Linked DNA regions of Xenopus laevis: region 1 is linked to region 2. The links are chromatin contacts, called in public Hi-C maps. All regions are on one chromosome and are shown on one strand. The core of a region is the stretch at or near the end of the contact, and the rest is flanking DNA. Distances in the headings are between cores, read along the strand shown.

The links. A called contact is a pair of places that touch in the nucleus more often than the background predicts.
Region 1: a Hi-C map of the XTC cell line shows a contact between it and region 2, with 3 times the contacts expected there. The contact joins two enhancer-like sites. A contact is called at or near these places in 2 of 4 Hi-C or Micro-C datasets (the XL177 cell line and the XTC cell line).

What each region holds. Positions count from the first base shown.
Region 1 is chr4S:121,510,809-121,514,806 of Xenopus_laevis_v10.1, forward strand. No RefSeq gene overlaps it. Among protein-coding and RNA genes, the nearest start is that of LOC108715918, 19 kb to the right of the region's middle. Within about 2 kb of position 2,358, at least 2 of the 7 cell types and tissues checked have an H3K27ac peak or open chromatin away from gene starts, as enhancers often do.
Region 2 is chr4S:121,321,722-121,325,575 of Xenopus_laevis_v10.1, forward strand. No RefSeq gene overlaps it. Among protein-coding and RNA genes, the nearest start is that of mitf.S, 28 kb to the left of the region's middle. Within about 2 kb of position 1,855, at least 1 of the 7 cell types and tissues checked has an H3K27ac peak or open chromatin away from gene starts, as enhancers often do.

The sequences.
Region 1 (3,998 bases), core at 1,108-3,607, 190 kb after region 2:
AAATGAATCAGTTAATAGTGCTGTTCCAGCAGAATTCTGCACTGAAATCCATTTCTCAAAAGAGCAAACAGATTTTTTTATATTCAATTTTGAAATCTGACATGGGGCTAGACATATTGTCAATTTCCCAGCTGCCCCAAGTCATGTGACTTGTGCTCTGATAAACTTCAATCACTCTTTACTGCTGTACTGCAAGTTGGAGTGATATCACCCCCTCCCTTTCCCCCCCAGCAGCTAAACAACAGAACAATGGGAAGGTAACCAGATAGCAGCTCCCTAACACAAGATAACAGCTGCCTGGTAGATCTAAGAACAACACTCAATAGTAAAAACCCATGTCCCACTGAGACACATTCAGTTACATTGAGAAGAAAAAACAGCAGAAACTGCCAGAAAGCATTTCTCTCCTAAAGTGCAGGCACAAGTCACATGACCAGGGGCAGCTGGGAAATTGACAATATGTCTAGCCCCATGTCAGATTTCAAAATTAAATATAAAAAAATCTGTTTGCTCTTTTGAGAAATGGATTTCAGTGCAGAATTCTGGTAGAGTAGCACTATTAACTGATGCGTTTTGAAAAAAACATGTTTTCCGATGACAGGATCCCTTTAAATAAATAGCTGCATTGCTTTGGAAAAGGCTCGGTCAGTCTCCAAGAACTAAACTAAGAGGGTAAAAAAAAAGTTGTTAACAATGGAGCCGTTGTGTGTCCCACCTGAAGGGGATATTTTTAAGGAGGGAAGGCTAGATCAGCCCCAGTTGCAGTGATCCATATCTCGTCAGCTGACTCCACAACTGCCAATTTCTCTAGCTTTTGGCCAAGCTGTGTAAATGTCATCAGTTCATGGTTACTGCCCATTTCACAAGGTGATTTGATCACTGCTTTCGAGTAACAACATAAGAAGACTTGGGTTCATCACATATGCTCTTTGGTGAGAATGTAGGTCCCTTAGGGGTACCTCCTTTTGCTGCCGTGGACCAATAGAGGGGTCGTTCACCTTTGAGTTAACATTTAGTATGATGTAGAGAGTGATATTCTGAGACAATTTGCAATTGGTCTTTTTTAATTATTTGTGGTTTTTAAATTATTTAGCTTTTTATTCAGCAGTTCTCCATTTTGCAGTTTTAGCACTCGGGTTGCTAGGTTCCTAATTGCCCTAGCAACCATGCATTGATTTGAATAAGAGACTGGAGTATGAATAGGAGAGGGGGCTCAACAGAAAGATGAGTAATAAAAAGCAGCAATAACAATACATGTGTAGCCTTACAGAGTATTTGTTGATTAGATGGGGTCAGTGACCCCCATTTGAAAGCTGGAAAGAGTCAGAAGAAGAAATAATTTTAAAGCTACAACTAATGAATAATGAAGACCAATTGAATAGTTGGCCATTCTATAACATACTAAAAGTTAACGTAAAGGGGTTGTTCACCTTCCAAACACTTTTTTCAGTTTTCTCCATAAACAAAGACTTTTTTTCAATTGCTTTCCGTCTTTTATTTTTTACCGGTTTCCCCAAAATGTACGTTTTAAATTTAATGTTGGTGTCTGTAGTGTTTCAGTCTGGCAGCTCAGTGATCCAGGAGCTAGAGTCCAGCGCAGGTTCATTTTTTGGAACCCGTACCCGCAACCTGTAATCTGCAACCCGGACCCGCAACCCGCATTCTTACCACCCGCTGCCCGACCCTCAAGTACCTTATCCGCAACCCGGACCCAGTGACCATCAGGAAGTGCTGTCATTGTAAACCGGACATCATCAGAAGTAGGCGTTATCTGAAAAAAGGAGTAAAAATCTCTATTGAGAAGACCCGCAGCCCGACCCGTGACCCGCGTCTATACCCGCACCCCGAACATCTACACGCAGGGCACTGCAAGTTTTCGCGGGTAACCCGCAGTCACCCGACCCACTGCAGGACTCGACCAGGAGCATCTGAACTGTTATAATTTGCTCCATTAAGTTGATACAATTAGTTGATCCATTTCTCAGCAGCATCTCTGAAGTATTAGCAACTATAGTATCAATTCTAACAGCTGCCTATATTGAAACTCAGGGATTCTGCTCAGCAGGGACAAAGATAAGAAATGTATCAACTAAATGTATCAATTTAGAACAGTTAAAGAGTCGGCGACCCCCCCCCTCCTCCCAGAGTTGCTTTAGAAGGTGAAAAATTGTACTTTACACTTTAATATTAGTAAACCGGTCACAAATAGAAAGTAGAAAGTAATTGGGAAAATTCTTTATATCTGGTGAACAATCTGAAACCAACTGAACTGAAAAAAAGTGTTTAAAGGTGAACCGCCCCTTTACAGCCCTAATGGCGCCTCACAGTCTGGTGGGGTCGGCCTGTCCCTAAATGACAGTGTTTGTGAGCTCCATGGACACGTAGTTTGGACACGGCTGAAAGGCAACAATGCAGTCAGTCCTGCAGTCAGTAGGAGTCTGGTATGAGAACCAAGTGCAGAACTACTGCCTCCAGATAACTTCATATACACCCTTAGGATATAGACCAGAGATTCCTTACTATGGGTGTGAGACCCCAATATGATCCCCTTCTAAAAAAGGGACATTTCTTGAGTGCATAGCTGATTCTTAGCCTGGCACCGCCCAGTGAATTTGGCTTTTGTTGCCCCATAAGAAACCCTGCTTTCCACCTACACACGCCAGCAATTTGCAAGTGACTCAGATCTCTCAAGCCAGACTGAAGCTGAACTGTGAGTAGCAGCAAATAGCCATAAATAACTTGACTTATTCCCAGTTTCTATGTATATTCAACTTTCCATTGCAAAATGAGCCCCGTGTGCCGAACCCACCCCGTCTGTAACAGGTTAACCCAAATCTTATGAGAGCCTGTCCTGTTTATTAAGATAGGCCAGATTATCATAGGCAGGGACTATTCAGTCTCTGTATGTTTGTATTTTTTCATATGAGTGGGAGCTGCCATGTATGAGCGGGTAGCTTCCTATGTACCGGTATATGTATACTGTAGTAAAAGACTTTAAAAGGGAAGAACTGATGGGTGCAGGATCCACGGTGGCCCCAGGGGCCCCTGCTGCACCCCAACACCCCCTACAGGGGCCACCAGAAGGGAGATCAGCGGCCTGGGGGAGTGCCTATGGGGATCGGGCTGGAGGGGCCCACCAGGTTTTTCCCCGGTGTCCCACCTGCCCAATCCAACCTTGAAAATAAAAATGCTTCTGATGCTTTTTTGCAGAGCTGGTATAGTAATGAGACTGGCCCTACGTGGACATAGTATAAGCCGTAGCTATTCATGGCAATACTTAACCAGCATTCCTGATGCTTTATTCTATGTCCTAGGGCTGCAGTTCATGTTTACAGATGCAGTATTCCCCCATTCTGCTTCAATACATAAACAAAGATTGTGCGGAGCATCTGTGAATTCATAGAGAGGTTTGATATCTCGCATGTCATGGGGCACAGATGTGATTTCTGTATCATTCCCAGGGCAGAACAGTAAGATTAAAAGTACTTTTAGTTTAAGCTAAATTTGACTGATCCCCAACCAGAGGGAAGCCAGACTCAATCTGGAGTCACCAGTGCTGGCCAGTGTATGGGGATCTTTTCAGGGCAATTGTGGAAGAAGGAGCAGGCAGCTATTTCATTTACCCTTCCCTGTATAATAAACTCCTCCTTATCTGTAAGTCTGATAAACAAGCAGCAGCTGGGGGTAGGCAGGGGCTCATATATACATACAGATAACTTCCAAGACTTCAGAAGTAAAAGGAGTCGGGGAGCAACACAAGCATGAAAAATGTCCCTGGGGTGCCAAATAAGGGCTGTGATTGGCCATTTGGTAGCCCCTATGTGGATTGTCAACCTACATTGAGACTCTGTTTGGCAGTACACCTGGTTTTTATGAAACCAAAACTTGCCTCCAAGCAGGGGCGTAACTATAGAGGAAGCAGACCCTGCGGTTGCAGGGGGGCCCAGGAGTGTAGGGGGCCCAGTGAGACCCTAATTAATTAGCAATTTTAATATATC
Region 2 (3,854 bases), core at 605-3,104:
GATTTCAGCCTGCAAAAAAGAAACACTGCTCCGTGTGTCCTCAGCCTTAGAATTTACTGCAAGTTTGTCAAGATGGCAATTTGATAAGGGGGACCTCAGTGACCAAAAGTATGATGGAATCAATAACCTGAGAAATAACGGATAGATCCATTTAACCCTCTTTCCCAACTTTCATTGTTTCATGCTCTTTCTTCTTACATTAGATAAGACTTTAACCAGTGCACTGTAGGTTTATTATATAAGGTATAACTACTGCAGGCACCTGCAGGGTTAATTTCATGGAGAAGCGTAAGTTCTATTTATGGGGATCTCTTGATTTATGGCTTCATCTTCTCCGAGGAAGTGCTGCTTATAGCCGTCATTATAGCGCTAGGCACGTAACCGCTCTTCCTGGCTTCTCCCATATGTTATACCCATCAAATATAAATGGGCACTTTAATGGACAGTATATTGGCTGTTGGCACTGCCCATTCACCCCAGTGTCTATGCAATGATCCAACCAGATCTGATACAATCTCCATATAAATGCAGAACTTGCTTCTTATTAAAGATACAGTATGTATACAGAGGGAATGACTGAGATCAGGTACTTTTACCTTTTTATTTAAGAGCAGAGACACACGCTGCTATTTCGGGAGATTACTCGCCCAGTGACAAATCGCATCTTCGTCAGGCGACTAATCTCCCAGAACTGCCTTCCCGCCGGCTAGAATGTAAATCGCCGGCGGGATGGCACTCAGATCAGTACAGCTTTCCAAAGTCACCCGAAGTTTACTCGCGAGGCAACTTCGGGCGACTTAGGGAAACAAAGTGTTTTGAGTGCCATACATTCTAGCCGGTGGGAAGGCAGTTCTGGGATATTAGTTGCCAGAAGAAGAAACGATTTGTCTCTGGGCGAATAATCTCCCAAAATAGCAGTGTGTGTCTCTGCCCTTAAACTCATACAGGCAATAGATCCCCCCTCCTCCTGACTTGTTAATGATACAAACGGTTCTCCTATATATTTTTATCCCAAAAACTTCCACAGTAATTACTGATAACCAGTAAATTGTGCGCTAGTCCAGTGCAACTATACATACAGCATGTGTCTTTCTTACCTCTAGCACCAACGCACCTATAAATGTGAATAAGGCCCAATGTGCAATATAAAGCTTTTTTACCAGGTGCCTTGTGCAAAGTGCAATTTTGGACATGTTTCTTACCCACAATGCAGCATTTCCCCCAGAATTCCATGGTATTTGCAGTAGAGTCCTGTGCGGAATCAATTTATTAAATCCGAACCCGACCCGCAAGCCGCATTCTTACCCGCTTGGACCCGTGACCCGACCAGACCCAAAGTACCTTATCCGCAACCCGATCCGCGACCTGCTGACCAACAAGAAACAGAAAGTGCTGTCATTGTAAAACGGAAGTGACATCATTAGAAGTAGGTGTGACCAGAAAAAGGGAGTAAAAATCGCTATTGAGAAGACTAGCGACCCGCACACCCGCAGAACCGAAACTTCTACCCGCAACCCGCAGGTTATCCTCTTTTTTTATTTCTATAATAACAAAGAGGCTAAATAGATGGAATAGTAGATTATAGTATGTAAAGAAACAGAGGTTGAGTGAGGAGAGGAAGAATAATAGTACTGAGGGTGGGCCCCTGGTCTAAGGTTTTTGGGTGGGTCCCTGGTGTCCCAGTCCAATACTGGCAGGGCCAGAACTGGGGTAGGCCCAGGCACATACCTCCCCTGTTCCCTACTCATGTTAAGTGTATTTCCGTCTGTTTGTGCAGGCTCTTTGATAACACACGGACGCATGCTCAATTGTGCATGGACATGTGTGAGGGGGGTGACACAGTCAGCCTGACCCGACCCTGCCCAGCAATCCCAGACCGGTAATCTGTCAAGCAAAGGCCCGAACCAGATAAATTTAAGTGGGCCGGCAAAGCCAGGAGCCACCGAATAAAAAGCTAAAGCTGCCAAATGGAAGCTGAAGCGACAAATGGGAGATGAAGCGCCCAAAAGAGCCAAAGCAGCCAAATGGAGCCGAAGCTACAGAGGACAATGGAGAAGCTGCTGTCTTCTAGGAGGAAGAAGACTGTCTGCCAAATTTAAAAGGTAAGTTTCTACTGAACCCCAGTTTTTTTTTTGTTTGTTTTTTTTTTTTAAATCCCTGACCAATGTTTTTTTTTTTTTTTTTAACTTGGGGGGGGCTGCCAATGTCACACATTTAAATGAGGGTTGCTTTGATTTTTTTTGCTAGGGCTGCTTTTTACTTCCAGTCCAGCCCTGTTCCCCGGCGTCAGTAATTGCACTTACTCCCTATTCATTAGAAGAGGCAGGATGGACCAGATGTGCACAAGACAACTACACAGAAGACACAAGTACCTTTAATAAAGGCATAAATTGCACTTACAATCATAAATGATCATTCAATACGTCGCTTGACGCTATTTCATACAAGTGGGAATGACATGAACCGACACTGCATTGAAATCTTCATACAGAGAATTTAATGGCACTAAACCCACAGGAGCCAAAATCCTGGCCCTGTGCGCAGTTCTGTTCCCGAATCTTTACATGCGATTCCATGGGAGTCACAGACTTAGCACAGATGTGTTTGCTGCACAGTTACTGCTGGATCTTTCATGTCTAATGGGGGGGGGGGGGAGTGTCATAAAAGTAAAACAGAAATGTGCATATATCACTGTAATATATTTAGACAGTTATAAGTTTGCCACTATCAGTTTTGCTTTATATACTTAGGGGACATGTGATATTAGTATTGTGGAAGGACACTCACCCTCCATTGATGCAGCCCACCTTCTACTTGGCACCCTTGCCCTATGGTGAAGCAATCAGGAAGGATCACCAGCAGGGCATCAATTCAATTAGCCACTGGGCAGCCTGGGTGGCACTGGGTTGTTCAAAGGATCCCCAGGAGAACCCAGGAGGAACCAGTTTCTTAATCCTTTTGTGAGGGGAATGTAGGGGATCAGAGAAATCCTTCTCCTTTTTTTCTGTCTGTGACATCATCAGGCTGGAGAGCCGTCCGATTGGCTGGGCGTCCCAGTGCATCCTTAGGAGACAGGGTGTGCCTGATTTTGGAGCCATTTTGTGCAGGGTCTCCAACAGAGTTTAACAGGGGTGGTATGCTGAAACATCCAGCCAGAACCAGTTCTTGTGAGACTGTCCAAGCTGTTGCAGCTGTGGAAGTACAGAGAGCCCATCCTGTTCCCTGCCAAACTGCTAGAGATTCAGAAGTAGAAAGATGTCAATAGTGAGATTGATCCTGCTGCAGAGCTGCCTGTAATCTCCAGTGTGACTGCCTCTGAGAGCACTCCGTTGAGTGAGCCACACAAGAGAGGATACTGGCACGGATACAAGTGTGGGGCCCCAATTTGAGGACAGGTCTTGTGCATTTGCCTGCTATGTGGGATCTGCTGCTAAGTTCTAAAGGGAGAGATACTTTTGGGAAAGGTAGCACTACCTGGGGTATAAGAGCTCTGGGGAAGGGACATTTCAATTGAACTGAACTGTGTGTTATAACCTCTTCCAGAGGATTGGGACTTTAATAATAAAAAGGACTGTGTTGGAGAAACAGTCAGGTACCTAATAGTGAGATAGGTAGGTCCCACATGTCCCCAGTGCAGGAGGGCATTGTGTATTATATTGCCCAATTTCTTTCACTACTGTTTATATAAAGTTTATATCTGTTACATTTGCAAACTGTGTATTTTATTTCGCCTAGTGGAAATTCCCTGAGGTGTGCTCCTCTGTGTGTAGTTGGAGGCATCAGGTGAGTGTCCAAAAGTTACTGTAGTGTTTGATCTTGCCCTTACAGTTACAGTACTTTCCAAATGTATTTTA